3 separate regions of the Gossypium hirsutum genome follow, and regions 2 and 3 are each linked to region 1. Evidence: chromatin contacts called from public Hi-C data. All regions are on one chromosome and are shown on one strand. The core of a region is the stretch at or near the end of the contact, and the rest is flanking DNA. Distances in the headings are between cores, read along the strand shown. Region 1 holds the start of LOC121207947. Region 2 holds the start of LOC121208259 (auxin-responsive protein IAA9). Region 3 holds the start of LOC121208267 (short-chain dehydrogenase ptmH).

Region 1 (2,522 bases), core at 13-2,512:
TTGTGCATTCATATCTTCAGTTATGCATCTCTGCACGCCTTGTAAACTCCGCTCTGCATTACTTATCCCTAACGACGCGAATAAATCATGGAAATAAGTCTTGCCAATTTTGGCCATCCCATCTTCATCATTCACAGACCTCCCATTATGATCTTTCAAACTACAAATAGCATTAATTTTATGTCGTTGTGTGGCCCACTTGTGAAAGAATGCTGTGTTTCTATCACCTAACCTCTGCCAATTAACACGTGCATTTTGCTCCCAATAGGCTTCATCTTTGTCAATTTGTATATTGAGAGAAATTTCGTATCAATGATTTTAGCCAAGTTTTCTGCACTTCTATCCTCCTCCAGCAAGCGTTCCAATTGTTTGTTTAGTCTCTGCTTGATACCCTTTCTTGCGTTCTTTATTTGGTTTGCCCATTGAAGAATTCTCACTTTTAATCCCTCCAACTTATCTGTTAACAACCCTGTTAAATTCTGCCAAGACTCTAGAATCATCTTCTCAAAGAAGTCTTCTAATAACCACCATGTTTCAAATCGGAATGAAGATCTATGAACCGGTTTGTTTTCCAAATCCAAGGAAATAAGAAGAGGGCAATGATCTGAGTATGAATACGAAAGATGTTAAATATGCGCTTGTGGGAAAGTTGAAAATCATTCTGCATTTGCTACCCCTCTGTCAAGCCTTTCCCGTATGTTTGTTTCAACTAAATAGCCTCGCTTCCATGTAAACCATGATCCCGAAAAACCTACATCCACTAACTGACATTCATCAGGAATATTACGAAAAGCCTCCATTTGTTTTTCCTCTCTAAGTGCCCCCTTTTTTTAAAAAAGAATAAAGAATTTCGTTAAAGTCTCCACAAACGATCCAAGGATAAGATCTGATCCTTCTCAACCGTCTTAGTAAATCCCAAATAATACACCTTTCAGTAGAAAAGGGATTCCCATAGAAACCCGTGAAATTCTATTCATTACTATTCTGATTTTCTTTTATCAGTCCATCAATGTGGTTTTTAGAGCTACTAAAAATCGTTACCTGAATGTTTTATTTCCAGGCTAATGACAAACCACCTCTAGATCTATCTGCTTCCACATCAAACCCATTCGTGTATCCACATCTTCTTATTTTTTCCATCCAAGTAGCACTCACTTTTGTCTCCATAAGAAAGACCATTTGGCGATTGTATTGCTTCAGTAAGAATCGAAGACATCTAATTGCTCGAGGACTCCCCAATCCTCGAACATTCCAGCTTATCATTTTCATTGGCTTCGGTTGGCTTGCCTATTGGCAGCCGCTGATCCTAAATTTGAAGACACTATCAACTGTTCTCTTATTGTCTCCATTCTAGGAGAATTTCCTCTATCAGACTCCCCTTTAGCCCTTTTGTAGCTGTTGGTACAATCATTCCAGAATTCTGAGCTTTCCTCACCAATTGAAAAATTCTTCTGTTTACATGGAGTTACTTCTATCTGTACATCATGAATCTGCCCTATTCGTCCTTTGCATGTCCATCTTGCTCTTTTGTAATTTCTAGTAGTGCCTTTATCAGATATAAAGGCATTCATGTCAGCTTCTCCCCCGACCTCCACTTGATCAATATTTGATAAAAAGGTATTTTCTCTAGCTTTGATTTTCCTAGGACCCACCTGCAGATTTACCCCTTCATTTTCAGGCTGATTAGACATTTTTAAAAACCCACTTTTTAGCGCCCCTTGTTTTGTATTAATGACATTACCCTCTGATATCTTAGTTGTAGACGTGGCCCTTTCATCCTCATCCCTAGTATACAAGTATTGTGACATGAATTTCTTTTCTGTACTACCCAATTTCAAGCTCTCTCTCCCTACCATATTAGATTCGGCTTTCAGTGCTATTGAGTAAAGAAACGCGTCAGCTCCTAAATCTTTCCCTTTCGTAAAAAATTTCGTGCAATCTTTAACAGTATGCCCTATTATTCCATACCCGAAGCAGAAATTTGGTAGAGATTCGTATTTAAAGGGAAGCCATACTCATCTTGTATCCCCAACTGCAACAAAAATTCCTCGTCGAAGAGGTTTTCTAGCACTTAACACAACTTTCATTCTACAGGTTTTGTTCTGTATTTCTAATCTTAGAATTCCTCCAAAACTAGAACCAATCGCATGCATTAAGTCTTTCTTCTCGCATTCTGGGGGGCAGGAGCCAACTCTTAACCAAAACGGAGAAGAGACCAATTTTATTTTACTTCTTTCTATCGCCTCTTTCAGCCTGTCAAATATAATTAATTGTCTTTTGAAAAACCACGGTCTGCTATCCATAATCATCTCTAAATCATCCTCTTCCTCGAATGAGATCTGAAACAAATTCTGTCCAGCCGCATAAATTCCAAATTTTCTTCTTGTTTTCCATATGCTTCTGAGTTGCGCACACAGACTGTCTGGACTATAAGACTTCTTTGTCCACACCGAACATAATAACGAAAATTGACTCCTCGGTGTCACCAATGAGCTCTTTACTGTTAATTGAATTAACTCGTC
Region 2 (2,522 bases), core at 7-2,506, 250 kb before region 1:
GGTATTAATATGGTAAAATTTAGCAATTTATAAAAAATTTTTAAAATTTTCATACGTCATGTTGATTTCAATTTTTTTTAATGAAGATGAAAATACTATGGATGAAAAAAATACATAAAATTCCTTTAATTGCATGTCAAGAATGACTTACAAAATTTAGAGTAGGTTTGAATGGGCGATTGGTTGCGGTGCGGTGCGTTTATCCAAACTCACCCTTAGATAACGGAGCACTAAGAGAGGAGGGTTTAAATTTTGAGTGACTTAGGTAGACCAAGTCCTAATTTCGTTTAGACATCAATTATTATTTCCACTTGTATTCCATACAAAAAAAAAAAGTCACATTCAATAGAATTCATGTTTAAGGTCACATGTATGTAAAAATTTCCATTTAGGTGGCAAAAAAAGAATAATAAATTTTTTAGGGGTCAAAAAATAATTTTATTATTTAATTTATAATTTCATACATTTGAAGAGAAATTTGATGAATAAAAAGATTGTACCGATCAAAATAGGAGTGCGAGGTTAGACCCAATTTACATGACAAAGTTCAATAGATTAAATTTTTTGTTGAATAATTGTTGTTGTTTTTTAAAGAATTTCATTATATATTTTGATTATATATGTTCTTTTTTTATACAATGTTTAAAATTACTTATAGTATCTAATCTATAAATAAGAAGATAATGCGTTTCAACGTACTTAAACTTACATCCTCTTGCATCAATAATAATATCTATATCAATCGAGTCAATACTCAATCAACAATAGTTATTGATTATTTATATACTTTCAATTGCAGACATGAAAATTAGAGTGAAATAGAAAGAGACTCACGTTCGTTATAGGAACTATTTTCTTTATTAATTTGTTATTCTCATGTGAGGATTCACTTTATTGTAAAAAAGAAATTATAAATTAAGAGTAAAAAATTACATGCGAAAAATATTTAAACTTAAAAATATCCATAAATCCAAAACGATACAAAAAACATTATATATGAATAGTAAGGGAAAAAGGGTATGCCTATTGCCTAGCTTGAGCTAAAGAAAAAAGTACAAGTACCGGGAACCAATCAAAACTAACTTTACTCAAATATGCCACCAGCAATAATGACACGTGTTTAATTATAAGTTCTTTTGGGAAATCGAACGGTCTAGATCCCTTCATTGCCACACCAATCTCAACCGTCAGATCAGATTCCCTTCAACCCCATAGACCGGCGCAGTATAACTATAAAACCCGACATGGTCCCATTCGTTCACAATGAGTACAAAGTTTACACAACTTTTTGTGTTTATTTTCGCTTTTGCCCCTGCTTTTTTGTTTTTTACTTCTCGAGTTTCTCTAATGGCTTTTATGGCTTTCTGCTTATAATGGAAGGGTCTTAAGCTTATTCTCTTTCTCTCTCTGCTTTTATTTTCTCTGCAGTTCGTGCATTTTAGCCTGCAATATTTGAAAGCAGTAATCGATCTTCTTTTCTTTGTCTACTCTGCAACTCTACCAAGTTTTACTCCTGTAAGCTCTTTTCTTTTCTTTTTATTTTATTTTTTAAATTTCAGTTTTTCTGTTCGATTTTTGTTTTGCAGTTTTGCTTGAGATCAAAGGTAAGATCTCAAGTTTTTCTCCCCGTCTGATTGGTTGCCGTAAAAGCAAAAGAAAATGGAGGAAAAAGATTGCTATTTTTTTTCTGCTTTGTCTTTCTTTGTTTCCCTTTCTCTCTTTTTACTGCTTTTATTCAGGGAAAATGGGCTGTTGCAGAAAGAGTTAATGCATAAGAGAGTTGACTTTTTTTTCTCTTTAATATTCTCCCTACCTTTTTATGAGCTAAATAAAATTTGTTCTTCACGGTCAATTTTTTTTTCTATTTTAAGCTCTGTTCTTTCTCGTAAGATTTTGCTAGAATTTCCGTAAGACTCTTTGTAAAATTGGAGTCCTTTTTTGCTGCACTGTTTTTCTTGTAAAATTATAGTAGTAATTATTCTCGACTTGTTAAGAGATATTTCCGTTTATGTAATTTAGTTTTATGAGTTAGATTGCTCTAATGCAGGTTTTCTGGCTTACACCATTATTTGAGCTTTAGAAGGTGAGAACCTTCATTAATTGTTACCCTTATAAGCAATAAAAATTGACGCATAACAACCAATTATTGTAGCTGAAGTTGTTTGAAAAAATGAGTTGAGGTGGGTTTCATTGGTATTGTTAGTGCATTCAGAAACAGCTAATGCATGGGTGGGTTTTCACCTGGAACTAATAGTAATTGTTAATGAGTCTACTTGAAGGTTTAATTTAGATATCTTTGTAAAATAAATTGTGATCTGCTGTAATTTGTAGTGGTTTTCAAATAACTTGGCTTAAACGGTTTTATTCTTGAAGTTTGCGGAAATTTTGATTTGTCTTTTGTTTTTCTATGTGGCTTACAGAGGCTATCTTGAGAAGCTTTGAGTTCTGATGTCTCCGCCGTTGCTTGGTGTGGAGGAGGAAGGGCAGAGTAGGGTTTCTTCTCCATCTGTTGAATGTATCTC
Region 3 (2,522 bases), core at 12-2,511, 130 kb before region 1:
AACATAGCAATACCAGTAATTAATTTATAATTAATTTCATTAGTACAGTTTTTTAAGTATTTGTGTTGGATATTTTTTGTTAAAAATATATATCGGACATATATTTGTATCCGATATTTATGTTCAAGTAATTATAATCAATTACATTTTCTTATTTAAATTGAAACGAGTTCGAAAAAACATATCTCTAACCCAAAGCGGGGACAATGAAAGAACAGCAAACAAGCCAGTCATGTGACCGAACACTATCTGCTTTGGTGGTTTAGGACTCAAAACCTTCTTCACTACATGCCTTGCGAACATAGTTGCATCCGTTGCCTTTGAACCTTGCGAAGCCCTGGCCCGCTCTGCAATCGCCTCCTTGAATTCCTTATAAAGTTTCCAATCATGGTTTCCCAGCCTCTCGAGGCTAGAGTTTCCGAAATTCGATCTCACAGAACCAGGCATCACAAGCACCGTATCGATGCCAAAGGGCCTTAATTCAACTCGCAAACTGTTGGTCATGGCATGGACTGTAGCCTTGCTAGAACAATATGACCCCGCCCATGGTGTCGGCACCTTCCCAACGATGCTCCCTACATTAACTATAACTCCCCGACACCTCGACGCCATGTGAGGCACAACTTGTTGCACCATTCTTAACTGCCCCAGTGCATTGATTTCCCAAGCTTTCCTGATTGCATCTAACGGAAGCTCGGCTAACGGTCCGGTGCTTCCTATACCAGCATTATTTACAAGCACATCAATGTGACCGTACTTGGATATAATACCATTCACAACTGATGATACGCTCTCGTCTGATGAAACATCAAGCTCTTCCATTTCGATTTTATCAGAACCGAAATCTAGCATGTCATCCTTGCGTTGAGGGATATCGGAGGCGATGACCCGGCAATCCTGCTCGGCAAATGCCCGGCAATACTCAAATCCAATGCCACCTTTTGCACAACCGGTGACTAGAACAACCTTTGGCTCATGCATTTTAGGTCGTGTTCGTATTCCTCTTTGATTATATTAAGAATGTTTCATTTATAAAAGATTGTTGGTGAGGCAGACTGTCGGATACGACAAGGCTTTGCTTTTCTTGTTTATTTCATAAATCTAGATGAAGAATATGCCTTAACGCATATGCTTGCTCAAAGCAAATTGGCCGGCAAAATTAGAGCTTCTTAGCTTGTTAGCTTATATACATATAGGCCTTTTATCTTTGTCTTTTAACATATATAAGAGTTTATCTTCAACACCTTTTTTCTTTCCACATAACGCAACCATTAAAAAATTATAATGCAATTCAGATCCAAAAATCAAGGATTCCTCCTATCTCATCTCTTCAAATCTTACGGGAAGCCCAACTGAAAACTTAATCAACGGCCTAAATCATAGTGCTGGTTTGCCAAAGCATAAATGGCCCTAAAATAGACCTAGCCTGGCCCATAACTCATAAGCCTTATCTGAATTGCATTGTTGTTATTATGTGCTGTTGGTCCCTGCACTTGTATAGAATTGGAGATTTAGTCCTTATCTTTAAAAGTTAAAATTCAATCCTCCTAATTTTTCAACTTAAAAATCCTAGTTCAATCATTATCATTTGTCAAAACTTTATCATGTTTATTTTTTTTTCAATCATACTAGTCTAATCCAAACTTCAAATTAACTAAACAAAAATATTTAAATAAATAAATAAACTTAATATTTATCTCTTTAAATATATAGATTAAATCTTAAATTTTGTCAAATTACAAAGACTAACTATAAATTTTAACTTATTATTTTGTAATTTAGTTGACCATTAATTTTTTTAAAGGATTTTACAAGCTCAATTATTAGTAAGTAATCTGTATGGTGAAACTTAAACTCACACATATACAAGAAAAGTCCAAATATAACATTTGTGCGTGATAAATAAAACATACTTGTTTCTAAGTTCATATGCAAAACCTTATGAAAACAAATTAATAAGTTTCAGCCCTTAAACTTTATCACTTGATAGCATAAATTGAACTTTCTTTTGATCAAGGCTTTCATAGATTTTCTTTCTCCTATCATAACACGCTTTACATGAGAAACTGCATATATCAAACTATCCCAGGTAGGATTTCCAACATTATTGAAGGCAATATTTTGCAGCCTGGATTACAAATAAGATGTGTCCGGAACAATAACCCAGAATTTGCAGCATACCAATATCAGAAGCCGGCTTGCCTAGAACGATCGAAGAATATACAGCATAGGGAACACTTCATGCAACAGGGGTTTTGCAACAAACATCAAAGATATCATCTAGGGGAGCATGATCTCCGGTCCCTTCGTCTTTTCGTGCGTACAACAACTGTTTACCTTTGAATACGAACATCCCTCCCTGATAAAAGAACCAAATCAAACCTGAATGATCAGCCGGTTAATCTTAATTGAAACACCAATTACGAAGAATGTTGATGCAAATTCTGAAACCTGTTGTAAGACACTGCTTGTATCATCTGGAGTTGCTTTGATGGTATAGTTTTCCATAGCTTTCTTCACTT

What was found. A called contact is a pair of places that touch in the nucleus more often than the background predicts.
Region 2: a Hi-C map of leaf shows a contact between it and region 1, with 1.8 times the contacts expected there. The contact joins the promoter of LOC121208259 here to the promoter of LOC121207947 in region 1. A contact is called at or near these places in 4 of 34 Hi-C or Micro-C datasets (callus and leaf).
Region 3: a Hi-C map of leaf shows a contact between it and region 1, with 2.9 times the contacts expected there. The contact joins the promoter of LOC121208267 here to the promoter of LOC121207947 in region 1. A contact is called at or near these places in 17 of 34 Hi-C or Micro-C datasets (anther, callus, fibers and 3 more).

The regions. Positions count from the first base shown.
Region 1 is chrA10:17,518,297-17,520,818 of Gossypium_hirsutum_v2.1, forward strand. LOC121207947 reads right to left here and starts at 1,263. Exons shown (of 3, transcript XM_041078495.1): 1 at 1,074-1,263; 2 at 233-604; 3 at 1-122. The coding sequence starts at 1,263.
Region 2 is chrA10:17,272,989-17,275,510 of Gossypium_hirsutum_v2.1, forward strand. LOC121208259 (auxin-responsive protein IAA9) reads left to right here and starts at 1,257. Exons shown (of 7, transcript XM_041078804.1): 1 at 1,257-1,515; 2 at 2,048-2,083; 3 at 2,421-2,522. The coding sequence starts at 2,449.
Region 3 is chrA10:17,385,639-17,388,160 of Gossypium_hirsutum_v2.1, forward strand. LOC121208267 (short-chain dehydrogenase ptmH) reads right to left here and starts at 1,262. Exons shown (of 1, transcript XM_041078807.1): 1 at 1-1,262. The coding sequence starts at 981. The coding sequence ends at 142. LOC121208268 (thioredoxin-like protein AAED1, chloroplastic) reads right to left here. Exons shown (of 7, transcript XM_041078808.1): 6 at 2,452-2,522; 7 at 1,993-2,359. The coding sequence ends at 2,240.